Regions from separate parts of the Mus musculus genome. Here region 1 is linked to region 2. A link is a contact called in public HiChIP or PLAC-seq data. All regions are on one chromosome and are shown on one strand. The core of a region is the stretch at or near the end of the contact, and the rest is flanking DNA. Distances in the headings are between cores, read along the strand shown.

The links. HiChIP or PLAC-seq counts read pairs in DNA pulled down with a chosen protein or histone mark.
Region 1: an H3K27ac HiChIP or PLAC-seq map of embryonic stem cells shows a contact between it and region 2, with 2.6 times the contacts expected there. The contact joins the enhancer-like site here to the promoter of Trim45 in region 2. A contact is called at or near these places in 6 of 115 datasets of contacts at active chromatin or transcription factors (astrocytes, double positive thymocytes, embryonic brain and 3 more) and 1 of 9 other capture datasets (embryonic stem cells).

What each region holds. Positions count from the first base shown.
Region 1 is chr3:101,444,060-101,450,598 of GRCm38.p6, forward strand. All of the region lies in intron 7 of Igsf3 (immunoglobulin superfamily, member 3), which reads left to right. Among named protein-coding and RNA genes, the nearest start is that of Gm40109, 61 kb to the right of the region's middle. Within about 2 kb of position 3,357, at least 35 of the 459 cell types and tissues checked have an H3K27ac peak or open chromatin away from gene starts, as enhancers often do. A contact at or near this core is called in embryonic stem cells, where this site is marked.
Region 2 is chr3:100,920,767-100,927,470 of GRCm38.p6, forward strand. It overlaps Trim45 (tripartite motif-containing 45), which reads left to right and starts at 1,727. Exons shown (of 6, transcript NM_194343.2): 1 at 1,727-2,633; 2 at 4,175-4,908; 3 at 6,459-6,588. The coding sequence starts at 2,146.

The DNA.
Region 1 (6,539 bases), core at 2,107-4,606, 520 kb after region 2:
CCAATTTCACATGGCTAAATACAGAAGCAGTAAGGGAAATGTCAGCACTCACTTTGCAAATGTTTACGACTATCCCTCGGTCTAGCTATTAAATATTGTGCATTAAAATTGACAAAGCAATAAACAAGCCTCCAGGCAGGCAGCGTCCGGTGGTAGAAGGCTGCTTGTCAGTGGGTGTATTCTGCTGGGATCAGACTGATGGGCAGTCGGAATGAATATTTAATGCCCTCTGCATGTTGCCAAATCTGTTTGCTTCATGTTCTCTGCTGACCTGGCAGATTGGGCTAGCCGAGAGTCTTGGGTATGTGAGCATGGGCTGTCCTGACCAGAGAAGTGGCCCTGCATTCTCCCTGGGCAGCCTGGGTTCTCCTTCCAACCCACGCAACTTCTGCCTGCCTGGTGTCTATGCAGGGCTGGGCAAGCCTGAGTGAACAAGCCCTTAGAGAAGGTCTCAGCCCTCCATTCGTGCTTCAGCCTTGTTGCCATGGTGGCAGCAGGTGTCTGCCCGATGTCAGTTACTGGCGGCAGTCAGTCAGGGTCACTGCTCTGTCAGCATAAAGGTTGGGCAGGGTAGGGTGTGCCTGGGCTTCTCTCAGTTTGCTCTTTTACTTCCCAACCCTTGCCGATTTCCCTCTGCCACCTGCCCCTGCCCCTGCCACCTGCCCCTGCGGGCATGTTTAAGCACCTGCTGGCATGGTAGGTGTGGGTGTGTCACTGCAGGCGTGGGTGTGGCACACAGGACTTCACCGTGGACTGTGGATGGGAAAAGGGTTAGACCTTCCAGAATGGAGGTTGAACCAACACCGGGAATGGATGTGTGTGAGCCAGGAGGGCCCCGGTTCATTTTTGTTAAAGGTGAGGGTGAGCCACATGGCCTGGTGGGAGTCCAAGTCTACCAGATCACTGGCTCTGTGACTGAGAAAGAATCATTCTGAAATTGGGAGTAATATTTACTTGATAGGAGTAGTGAGGAGCATATAGTTAATATGTGTGAAGCGCTTATGGTAGAAGATAAGACAGAGCACCCTAACCTGGGGAATTGGGCTTTGGTCATGTGAGGCTAATATACCTTTTTAAAAAGTATTTCTTTCTATTTTTAGCTATGCATGTATGTCTGTGTGTGTGCACATAGGAATGCAGGTACTTGGAGAGTCTAGAGGATGGCATCAGACTGGAACTGGGGTGGTTGTGAGCTGCCTGACCCTTGCTGAGAACTGAACACCTCTGCACGAGCAATTCACACTCTCAGGTGCTGAGCTGCCTCTCCAGTCTTGTGCACTCAGTTTTAAATGGCAGATTAAATTTCAGTGTGTATTTACTATCCTGAAATTAAATAAAACCGAATGCAACATTTCTAGTCACATAATCTTTAAACACCATCAGCTCTCCCACCCCCCTGGGGCACTTTTTGGTTTTTTATTTTCATTTGGTTTTGTTGGCCTCAAACCCACAGTCCCCCTGCCTCAGACTCCCAAGCTCTAGAATTATAGGCGTGTGCCACCACACCTGGCTAGGATAGTGACAAGGGACTCAGTCATGGCCGGCTGGAAGGGCTGTGACTGCTGCCCTCAACTGCAGAGTGACAGCCATTCCGAAGAGTGGCTGAAGAAGATAAAGACAAGGTCTCTAATGGTTGGCCCTATATATTAAAAACAGGAAGAAGAAGAAAAGAAAAATGGGTGCTGTGTTTACTAGAAAAGCGAAGTAGACTCCAGGCTCAAAGGCACAATTCTCATGAAGGTTATTTGAAAGTCACAGAGGACACAGGACAAAGCTTTATTGGAAAGGATTTGAGACACTACCTACCTCCTACTCCCTAAACCAATGTAAAAATCAAAAGACCTTGTGCCTCCGGGTTCCTGTGATGATGTAGGATTGTATTTGAGGGGGACAGGGATGGGGGCATTGTCTGCCCTGTGGAGGGAGAACAGATGTCCCAGGGACAGGCTCTCAGCTTGGAAGTGACCACCCTCTTGCTTGCCCTTTAGAAAGATCTCCTTGGCTAGACAGAGGCTGGAAGACTTGTCTTCAGGCTGCGGTCTGGGGAAGAGCTTATTAGGGACTGGGTAGGTAGGTCCTGGCCATGTAGAGGGAGAAGAACAGGAACATGGGCACTTCAAGTGCAGTGACTTCATGAGTGATGGGTACATTTTTCTGCTTGCTTCCCAGAGTGTACATGCATGTATATGTGTGCATTTTGAGTGAGGGGTGTCCCCAGAGCTCCCCATTGTCCCCTAATCTTCTGGTTGACCTGATTCCTTGAACTTGAAAGATCTTATCTGCCCCAGCCACTGGCTTCCTCCATCCCTGACATTCCCGTTAGATGTTTGAAAAAGAGTCTCCCTTCCTTCTCTTCATTCTTTCCTGATCTCTCCTTGACTCTCTTCTGCTCTTCCCTTGCTCTCTTGCATTGAATCCACCACACACAAGAGCCTGCAGGCTCTCAAACCCACAGGTCACTGGGAGTCATCTCTTACCCCCATTTCTCACCCAGTATAATTCTAACTTGCCAGGTAGCTGTGCCATCCACCAAATATTCCCTAAGAGCCACAGTGGGCAGAGTCAAGAACTGGTCCCGCCCCCAGTCTTGGCCACTTCCCTTTCTGACATCATCCACCACACCTGAGAATCTGGCCTTGTTGCCTGCTCTGGGTGATCTCTTCCTTTTGTTCTTCATCTGTTGGACCCCAGCTCATTCATTTTTCAGAGCCCAGCTCAGGGATCACAGCTTTTTGCAAGGTTCTCTCTCTTTTATCACAGTCGGAATTAATGACCCCTCTTTTAAAAGATTAATTGGGTTTTTAATTCAATCACCTATTAGTTAATGTGATTAGCAATGATTGGTTCATAGTTCTTTTGCCCAGGCATTTGCAAAACGAGGAGTCCTTTTAAAAGTGGCCTTTGATGTAAGGCAGTTATGGCTGAGTTTAAGGAGATTCATTTACTGAAAGAGTAAGTGCCTTCTGCATGAGCAGTGCACACATGAACCCATCCAGAGGGTGGGTAGGTGGGCTAGGGAAGCAGCTGCTGCTCTCTGCCGCTGAGCCCCTCATTCCACTGTCTTTCCTCCATGTAGCCCACTTCTGCCTCATAGCAGAGCAGCCTTTACCAGACTGACTGACTGTCTTAGCTTTGATCCAAAGCCTGGGCAGAGAACTAACTGTCCAGCTGCAGCAAGAAAGGGCATCCCCTCAAATGATGGGAGCTTCTGAGAAGGCAGATGCTGCAGTGTCCATGGACTGTACGGGCCAGCATTGCCGTCTAGCCTGCCTGGCCCTCCTCCTGCCTCCTGCTGTACGAGGGAGGGATTCACCAAGCCTACCTTTGTGTATCTTTGCTTACTTTCTCCTCTGCATTCATTGACTCTCCAAGTTTGTGTGCTGAGCAGCCACACCCAGGGCTTCCCTGGCGGAAGGCAAGTCTGGATCTCCATTGACCTTGTTCTATTGAGATTGTGATGCAGTAGGTCTGAGAGTCTGTCTCTAAGAAATTCACCCAGTGGGTCTCATGCTGCTGATCCATACTGCTTAGGATTTTTTTTTATTAATACTTTATGTATATGGGTGTTTTGCTTGCATGTATGTCTGTATACTTTGTGTGTCTGGTGTCAGAAGAGGGTATTTATTGGATACCCTGGACCTGGAGTTACAGACAGTTGTGAGCCTCCATGTGGCTGCTGGCAATTGAACTTAGACCTTCTGGAAGAACAGCCAGTGCTCTTAACCACTGAGCTGTTTCTGCTGACCTAGAATATATTTTATTCTATTTGATTTATTTATTCTGTGTATGTATGCATGTATGGAGGAAGTCGGTATGTGACATAGCACACACGTGGAGGTTAGAGGACAACTGTTGGGAGTCAGCTTTCTCCTTCCTTGGGTCCCTGTGATTTGAACTCAGGTCTCCAGGCATGGCAGCAAACACCTTATCCTCTGAGCCATCTTGATGGCTCTGTCTACAATACTTTTAAAAAGTTGGGGGGGGGGCGGCTGTGATTGGATATAAAGTAAATAAAACAATTATAAAAACTTTAGTTGTGTCAGGTATGAACACTCGGGAGGCAGAGGCAGACACGTCTCTGTGAGTTCAAGGCCAGCCTGGTCTACAAAGCAAGTCTAGGACATCCAGGGATTGTTACACAGAGAAACCCTGTCTTGAAAAACAAAAAGAAAAAAGAAAAGAAAAAGGAAGAAATTGAGTTGCCACTATGTTTGTCAATGTCTCACCTACTGTGAGTTTTGAACTCGGAACCACAAATACAAACCAAAAGGGATTGAGGAGAGCTAAAACTAACTGTTGTTCAGGGTCCACTCGGCCTCCCACTAAACTCCTCTGGAGCTAATGCATTTGGTCTGCAGGGCACTCTGGGTGCATTAGATCCACACTTTGCCGTTCTGGTTTGCAGATGAAAACACTGGTCTTTCGGAAAGTCCAGGTTCTCCTAAGGGGGAGGGAGCCGAAGCTCGCAGATGTACCTTGCCCAGGGCAATGCTGAGACAGGCTTGTGAGTGCTTCCTAATGAGCTGTGGGGCCTCCTGCCTCCCCCTGGCTTCCGGGTGTGTCTTCCCTTACCACACTCCCCCCCCCCCCCAAAGGAGAGGACATGCAGAGCTTATAGTAAGAGCTGACCCCCTGCCTACATGTCAGATTTCAAAAGTATCTCTCTCTCAGGCTTCCCAATACTTCATAATATTTTGACATGGGATGGCTAAAAAAGAGATAGAAGAAGAAGAAACTGGAAATGCTTTGAAATATTTCTCCTCCTTGGCTTGTGGCTCTTTAACCATGTGACTGAGTAGAAGTTGAGTCATAGCATCCCAGTTTAACATATGCAGTTACTATAGCAATTGAGGTTTCCTTAGTAACAGTTGCAAAAAATAATCTGGCCCCAATTAATAATACATTTTAAAGCTCTTTCTACTCTACACAGAACAACCCAGTTCATCTGGCCGAGCACCAGATGATTCAGGAGGTGCCGTCTGGACTGACTGAGATCCCGTTTGCAGGTGGAGCATTGGGTTGGAACAGGATGAAAAGGGAACAGGTAGCTTCAGGCTCACAGGAGTCCACTCAGGAAAGCTGACCAGCAGGCCAGGGCCAGTCCAGCCTCTAGGATTCCCAGTGTGCCCTGACAGTCCTTGTGGTTAAAGAAGAGGGAAAGTGGAGAGACTGGCTGGTACCAACAGATGGAAATGGAGCATGGGCCGTGGCTGATCTGATGTGATGTGTTCTCTGTGGCTGGAGGTCTTGTGTGTGAATTCTGAAGTCCTCCATGAGGGGAAAGTCTGCCTCAGCAACACGAGACAGGTCCTCAGAGGTGCTTTTGTAGTAGTGGTGTTGACTGTGGGACCCTGTTATGCCTTCTCGCTAAAGCTTTAAAACCATCCTGAACGTTCGTCTGTGTGCTACTGGGCACACCGAGGAGCAGTCTGTGGCTGTCAAATGCTCTTCTTCCTTACACATGGGTCTCAGCCCTGCAAGCCTTTAACAAAGCAGGCCAGCTAACTGGCCAGAATCTCAGGACACAACCGGGGGGCCCAGTCACACACCTGGATAGTTTCTGCACATTCCAGAGGCAGACTCCATCCAGTCTTAAGGAAGCAAGGGCTCTCAGCAGGGCCTGGAGGTGGGCTCCACCAATTGGCAGAAGCCCTCGCTATGGGACCTGTACCATACCCTGGGTTTTCCTCAGCTGGCAAGGTGGCTCAGAATTAAGATATGAAGAGAGGGGGCGGGGGTGGACTGCTGTTCTCAATACCAGCTCATTAAGAGAATTGCCTTCTCCTTTCTTCTCTGGTTAGTAGGGAACACAGGGAAGTATAATGATATATAGAGGAAGATTCTCCAGTAATCTCCAACAACATGCATTTTACTTGGGTTTGGCTTCTTGGCAACTCAAAGATGAGCATCTGCTCTGTTACAAGACCGGCAGCCTATGGAATTTGCTCTCTATTATTATTATCTGGAGTTGGCCATCCCTGTTGCTTCTGGACTGTGATAGTAAGGGGAGGGAGCTGGTGCTGGCTCTGCTCTGTCCATCACTGCCCTCATTGCTTCAGGACCTGGACTGGCCTCCTGTACCTGCCTGCTCCCACATCTCCATATCGGAGCAAACACCGAGGGGGACCTTTGCTGCTTTCCAAAGCCTGGGCACTGGGCTAGGCTCTGCAGAATAGGAGTGAGAAAGTCCACTGGCAGTGAGCACTCTGAGGCTGCAGCTGTCCCACTCTCAGGGTGTCCCCCTGAGCAGGGGATGATGGGAAATATCAGCTGCCTGCATGGAAAAGCTTCATCTCTGTTCCTGGGAGCTCGGGGTCTAAGGGAGAGGAGAGACAGGGAGGAGCCAGGTGTCAGAGAGCACCAAGGGAGGAATGGGAGACGGACAGAGATTGAGTGGAGAGCAGGGTCTGGCAGAGAAGACAGAACAATGGGGACTGTGGCCAGGGTTCAGGGTAAAGTGTGTAGGTCGGGGGAGCAGAGGAGCAGAGGGCAAGTCCTAGGAGATGAGCCAAGACAGTTGAGCAAGGGCCAGGCTCTGA
Region 2 (6,704 bases), core at 477-2,976:
GTCCACACCGCTTTTGGAATTTGCTTCAGCATACTGCGGTGAAGCGAGGGGACTCGGCCAGGGCAGCGCAGGAGAGAAAGGCTGGAGAAGTCTGGGTAAGGACCACTTTCACTTTTAAGACCTTTGCCGACTCCTTACACTGGGAGGTCATGTGACTGTTATGTAAAAATGGCTTTTGAGCCATTCATTAGCAGATAACGTTTTTACTTATGCTAAAGTTAGAACCAGCTCTCGAGACCCTCACAATAAAGACCAAATCAGACCTGTGTGTGTGTGTGTGTGTGTGTGTGTGTGTGTGTGTGTGTGTGTGTGGTGTCTGTGTTCACACGTGTACCACAGACAGAACCCAGAGTCTCAACATACTAAGCAAATACTGGATCAGTGAGCTACATCTCTACTTTAACATATTTTACGAAGAGTCAGATAATTCTTTTTTTTTCTTTTAATTTCATCTTTTCATAGTTTGGGGCTCTTTCCACCGAAGGCCCATACTTCGTAAAAGCATAGGCTTCGACAGCTATGCCTATACTATGACATCTCTAATAAAGAGGTCCCTGAAACAGTGATGCATGGGTTGAAATCATATATGGAAGACTGTAAAGGAAAACAGTGAGATAGACAGAGGCTTACGCATCTGAAGAATGGGAACAGATAGCAACTACGGAGCCATGCTATTACAATTTTTGGATTCAGAGATCAGTCAGTGCCTTAGACCCCATGTGTAGGAAACAGTCTCCAAATGAATGAATCTGAGACTCTTGGCAAATTCTTTAAGGCGTCAAAGAAATAATTATGCTCAGGGACCAGGTGTGCCCAACTTTTTAACTAGTCGGACCTACAAGGGACTTGTCCCAGTGACATCCTCCACTGCCCCATTGTGACCAACCAGGAGCTCCCCTTGATTGTAAAAACAAATGCCAAACTTGCTCTGTAGGCCACCCCCCGCAACCCTGACAACTTCTGTTACTGTAGAATTCTGGTGAGGTGTGTCTCTCCGGTCTTGGTCTTGAATGATTCAAAGCAGCTTCCACCCGGGAAACTCAGTGGAGCTCCGCGGAGCAGCAGTTCTAAACTTTTCAGTTAAGTTTAGTTCTGGAACCAGACACGGAGGTACCCTTGCCCTGGAAAATGCCAGAAGCTAGCCAGCTGAGAGGGTTCTGGTTCCGAGCACGCTGTACGTAAGAGATTCCAGGGCAGAAAAAATACTTGGAAAACCCAGAAAGGAAACTGACCCGGTGGCCGCTGATTCGCTATAGCCTCTGCAACCGAGAGCCTGCCTACAACTTCCAGAATGCTTCGGGCTACACCTCGGCCGACTGACAGTACCACGCACCAATGGGAGAACCCTATCTGAGTTTGGGGTGGAGCCTCAGCGCAGGCTTTTCAACGATCCAGAGGCCTCTCCGGCGGCAGGAGCTCACATTCGTGACGCCAACCACATTACGCCGCTCACTCCCAGACTCCTCCTCCCGGTTCTGCACGAGGCCCTCCCTTGCTCCCTCTCCTTTCGCCGCGCGAGTGGCCGGCGAGGATGTGGACCTTGCTGAACTTATTGGATGACAGTGATGTCACTCTGGAGGACGACATGGCTCCGAACTGCGAGGCCCGCCCCTTTCGGACGGTGATTGGATTCTTCGGAGAATCCTGGTCTGGGATTGGTGTGAGGCGGGGCGACGGCTCTAGGGCCTCCTAGGCAAACCAGAGAGGCGGCTGCCCCTGGCCCCTCACTCTGGGAGAGCCCGAGGACCCACTACCTCATCGCCCGGAGGGCGCGCTTGTGGCGTGGTGGGGGCGGGAGGGAGGGTGACCTTGGAGGACAAGAAATGCTGGGGTCAGGGTGGTGGTGGCAGAATTAGCTGGGGACTAGCTCTAGAAGCGCTTGCGAGGAGGACGATGTGGGTGATCCAGGAGGGTGTGGCTGTGACTGGTGTGGGATGCAGTGGAAAGGAAGGGCCAAACCACAAATCCGGAGATCTGTGGATGGTTCCTCAGAGGCGTTCTCTTTCTGGTTGTCCTTTTACTTGGCAACACGAGAGTCCTCATGGTCAGTGTTCAAGATCTTGGAACTCTGTCTTTGAGTAAATCTAACCTGCATTAGAGGACTGCGCAGGGCCTTTTGTGATACTGGGTACATACGTGGGGAAGATGTCAGAAATCAGGAAGCCGCTTCTGGGTTTCGTGCACAAACTCCAAGATGCGAACGCGTCTGGAAGCTCAGGCAAGACTCATTGTCCTACATGTCTGAGGCTTTTCAAAGTCCCCAGGCTCTTGCCTTGCTTGCACACAGTGTGCACCACGTGTCTGGAAAAGCTGGATCCATTCTCAGTAGTGGACATCCGTGGGGGTGACTCAGATACAAGCTCTGAGGGGTCAGTATTCCAGGACCCCGAGTTATGTAGCCTGCAGCCACAGATCGGCATCCTCTGTCCGGTATGTGATGCTCAAGTGGACCTGCCCTTGGGTGGAGTGAAGGCTTTAACGGTAGACCACCTGGCCATGAATGATGTGCTGCTGGAGAACCTGCGTGGGGAAGGCCAGGGCCTGGTGTGTGACCTGTGCAGCGACAGAGAAGTAGAGAAGAGGTGTCAGACCTGCAAAGCCAATCTCTGCCACTTCTGCTGCCAGGCTCATAGGTAAAGAGGGAGTACCCCGTTTATTGTGGCGTAAGAGTAGAGTGCAAAGAAAGCAAGACACAGATCCCTTTGGTGAGCAGGTCAAAAAGAAGGCTTTCGCAGACACTGTCAAAGTGCAAAGAACACTGTGCAAACAGATCGCAAGCTCTAGAACGGAGGTTAGCACCGCTGACCTGATAGCTGTAGTAACAAAAGCAGGGCAGGTTTCGGTTTATAGAGCACCTTGAGTTTTCTTCTATCACCAATTGTTTAATCTATTGAAAACGGACCGTGTGCTGGAGAGAGGATTACTGTGCTAGCATACACCCTGCGCTTGATCTCATCTGATCATTGTAACTCTTACCGAAAGGTGGGTGCTACTTCACCCCTCTTTAGTAAATGAGGAGATGGAAGCCCAGCAGTGGTTTGTGTTTCGCCCAAGTCCCACAGCTGGTAATCATGTAACTGAACCGAATCCTCAGTTCAGACCTAGTTCCTTCTTCTTTGCTCTTTTTACTAAACAGGTCACCTCAGTGTAGGTGTCCATTGACTGTGCCTTAACTCAGACCTCTGACCTGGACAGCAGGCTGGTAATTGGGGTGTTTTGCCTTTTATCACAGTCACGGAATAGCTTGTTAGATGCTAGTCTTTGTCCCATTTTCTCTTCCATCCCACTCTAGTGCATCAGAATACAAAACTAAACAAGGTTTTGGGTTAATCTAGAACTGGCTTTTTTTTCTCTCTCTCTCTCTCTGAGTTCTGGCCTCCCCTTGTTTTCTGGCCTTACCAACAGAACAGTTGTCTTAGCTCTCTATTTGTAACTTTGTGATTATCCCTATGACTGTCTTGTTGCCAGCTCAACAGCTGACCGTTTTCTCTGCATCTGCACTAGTAGCAGAACAGGCATACACACTTCAGGTTGATGGGATGTTGCCAGGGAACTCTGTGAGCAGTCCCTGCCTTTCCCTAGAGATTTCCCTGAGTCCCTTAGAAATCTATAGGAAGGAGGGATCCAAGAGAACTTAGTACCTATTGATTTCGCTTTCTACTAATGCGGATGACTCTTAAGGAGAATTCTGGCCTGCCAGTGGATGCGATGTAGTCACTGGCCAAGGGAACTGCTTTACAAAAATGTTAATTAAACATGAGAGTTTGCAGGAGCCAGCTGGCTGCTTTCGTTGCTATATAGATCCATCTGGCTTGGTTTACCACTTGGTGTTAGCCTTCCACCCTGCTTTAGGAAGTGGGCTGTGACTCTTGTCTAAACTTACCAGATTACCTCGAGTGAAAAGTCTCTCAGAATATAGTCTCAGCACTGCACCTTTGAAGATGTATCCCATGCCAAATTCAAGTATTTATGTATTGTGTCCTAAATAACAACACTCAGATAGGCATGTGCTTCACCGTGTAGAGAAATAATGAAGCAAAAAGGATCCTGTAGTTTTTTTTTTTTAATACATTCTGAGGAGTGTGACTCAAATCTAACCCCTAGAACCTCTTTGCCAAACTGTCCCCCTCTAGAGTTGTTTCCTCACTTCCTGTCCCCAACTGCTTCTTTCCAGGCGACAGAAGAAGACGACATATCACACCATGGTGGACCTAAAAGACCTGAAAGGCTACAGCCAGGTTGGAAAGCCCATCCTATGTCCTTCTCACCCTGCAGAGGAGCTGAGGCTGTTCTGTGAACTCTGTGACCGGCCGGTGTGTCGGGACTGTGTAGTTGGGGAGCACCGAGAGCACCCCTATGACTTCACCAGCAATGTCATCCACAAGCATGGAGATTCTGTGCGGGAGCTGCTTCGAGACACCCAGCCCCATGTGGAAGCCCTGGAAGATGCCCTGGCACAGATTAAAAGTGTGAACAACGCCCTCCAAGAGCGAGTGGAGGCAGTGGCAGCTGACGTCCGGACATTCTCTGAGGGCTACATCAAAGCCATCGAGGAACACCGGGACAAGCTGCTGCAGCAGCTGGATGACATACGGATCCAGAGGGAAACCGCTTTACAGCTGCAGAAAGCGCAGCTGGAACAGCTGCTGGCAGATATGCGGACTGGAGTGGAGTTCACCGAGCATCTGCTGACCAGCGGCTCGGACTTAGAGATTCTCATCACCAAGGGAGTGGTTGTAGAGCGGCTCAGGAAGCTGAATAAAGTTGAATACAGTGCCCGCCCAGGAGTGAACCATAAGATCTGCTTCTCCCCCCAGGAGAAGGCAGGCCAGTGCCAAGGCTATGAAGTGTATGGGGCCATTAACACGCAGGAAGTTGATCCAGCTCAGTGTGTCCTTCAGGGAGAAGGTAGGGAAGCATTTCTCAATGGTATTGAGAGAGCAGTGCCCAGGGACCTGACATTTAAAGAGTTGTGTCGTGCTGTCCTGGGGGTATAGTGCCATTGGCAGAATGCTTGCCTAGCTTGCACAGAGTCTGGGTCTGGTTGCTGGCACCACATAAAACTGAGCCTGGCCACATATGCTTTTAATCCTAGTACTCACAGGTGGGTCAGAAGTTGGAGGACCTCTTCGGATGCATAGCAAGTTTGATGGCAGGCTGGGCTATATGAGACCGTGTGTCAAAAAGAGAAACTAAATGAGGCTTGTTCGGCAAGGTATACTGGTTTAAAAGGCAGTGGCTCCCTGCCTTGCCCCTTTCTTTCTCATGGTCTGGGCAGGCTGCAGTTATTAATACTGGGGGTAGGCTTGAACCTTTTGTACTTCAGAAAATAGAAGCTCCCAAGAACCTTCAGGATCAGGCTTTGCTTTGGGGAAGTTAGAACCTGGCTGTGCCCACAGGAGATAACGGCACTGACTAGAGCAAGGCAGAATCTACCTGCTCAGAGGCTCACACCGCAGCTCCTGGTGCTTGGCTGCTGTGTGGTGGGTTACAGAGGAGTGGGAAGGCAGTCACACCTTCCTTTCCTCCTTACCATTTTGGTTCACACAAACTCTATGCCATTGGTAGTTGAAAGGATTTGGTAGGTTGATGGGGTTTGTTCGGGTTTGTCTCCTTTGCTTTTGTTAAGACAGGGTCTCACTGCTTAACACAGCTCTGGCTGACCTGGAACTATGTGGAACAGATTGGCCTTAAACTTAGAGAGATGCACTTGCCTCTGCCGGGTTTAAAGATGTGCATCACCAGGTCCACCTAGAAATGGCTCCTTTAGACCAGTGTTCGGTTCCTTTGGGAAGTTTCCTTCTGTTCCTGATGGGGACATTTGTATTTGATTTGCCTTCACCTTTGGGAGGAATTCCTAATTCTTTGGGAGTCACAGATCACTCTGAGACTCTTCTTTCCCAGAAGTAGCCACTAAGTTGGGCACAGTGTTTCGGGAGTTTCCTAACACCCTCCCCCCACCCTCATCCCCCAGTGTACCTCTGTACAACACCTGGTAGTTCACAAACTAGGCTTGAGAAACCCAGCTTTGTCTTCATGCTGGCCCATAGGCTATGGCACCCTGGCGTTAGCTTCTGAGTGGCAGAGGTTCTCACAACAGGGAAGTTGCAAGCTGGACTTCAGTATCTTTCACCTCTTCTAGGAGGACCCAGGGCTTATAGAAGATAGTTTTGAGGGTCCAGTCTCATACAAGCCTAAAGGCTGTCTTTGGGTTTTGCAGTTGCCTTGAGGCTGAAGTTAAGATGCAGAGTTCTATGTGATCCCAGAGCAGCTGTTGCTGAGCCACTTAGCCCAGGCCTGGGGGAGGGGAGGGGGAAGGTGGGTACCTATACAGCATGGGAAGGAGAACAGGAAGGGAACAGGGTGGTCCTTATAACCAGAAACCACAGCTTTCTTTGGTCTGACTGGGGGAGATGGCCTCTCCTGGGAGGTGAGTACTTACTGTGTGTCTTTTGCAGATCTCCACAGAGCTCGAGAGAAACAGACAGCCTCTTTTACCTTGTTCTGTAAGGATGCCTCGGGACAGAGCATGGGCAGGGGAGGAGATAATGTCCATGTGGAAGTTGTCCCCAAAGATAAGAAGGACAGGTGTGTGTTCAATGGATCCTGTGTAGTAGGCAGTGAGGAAACTAGGGCCTTTGCGTTATGGGAGATATAGATGGACTCTTTCATTGTGAGGTTCCATGACACCAGGAGAAAATGAT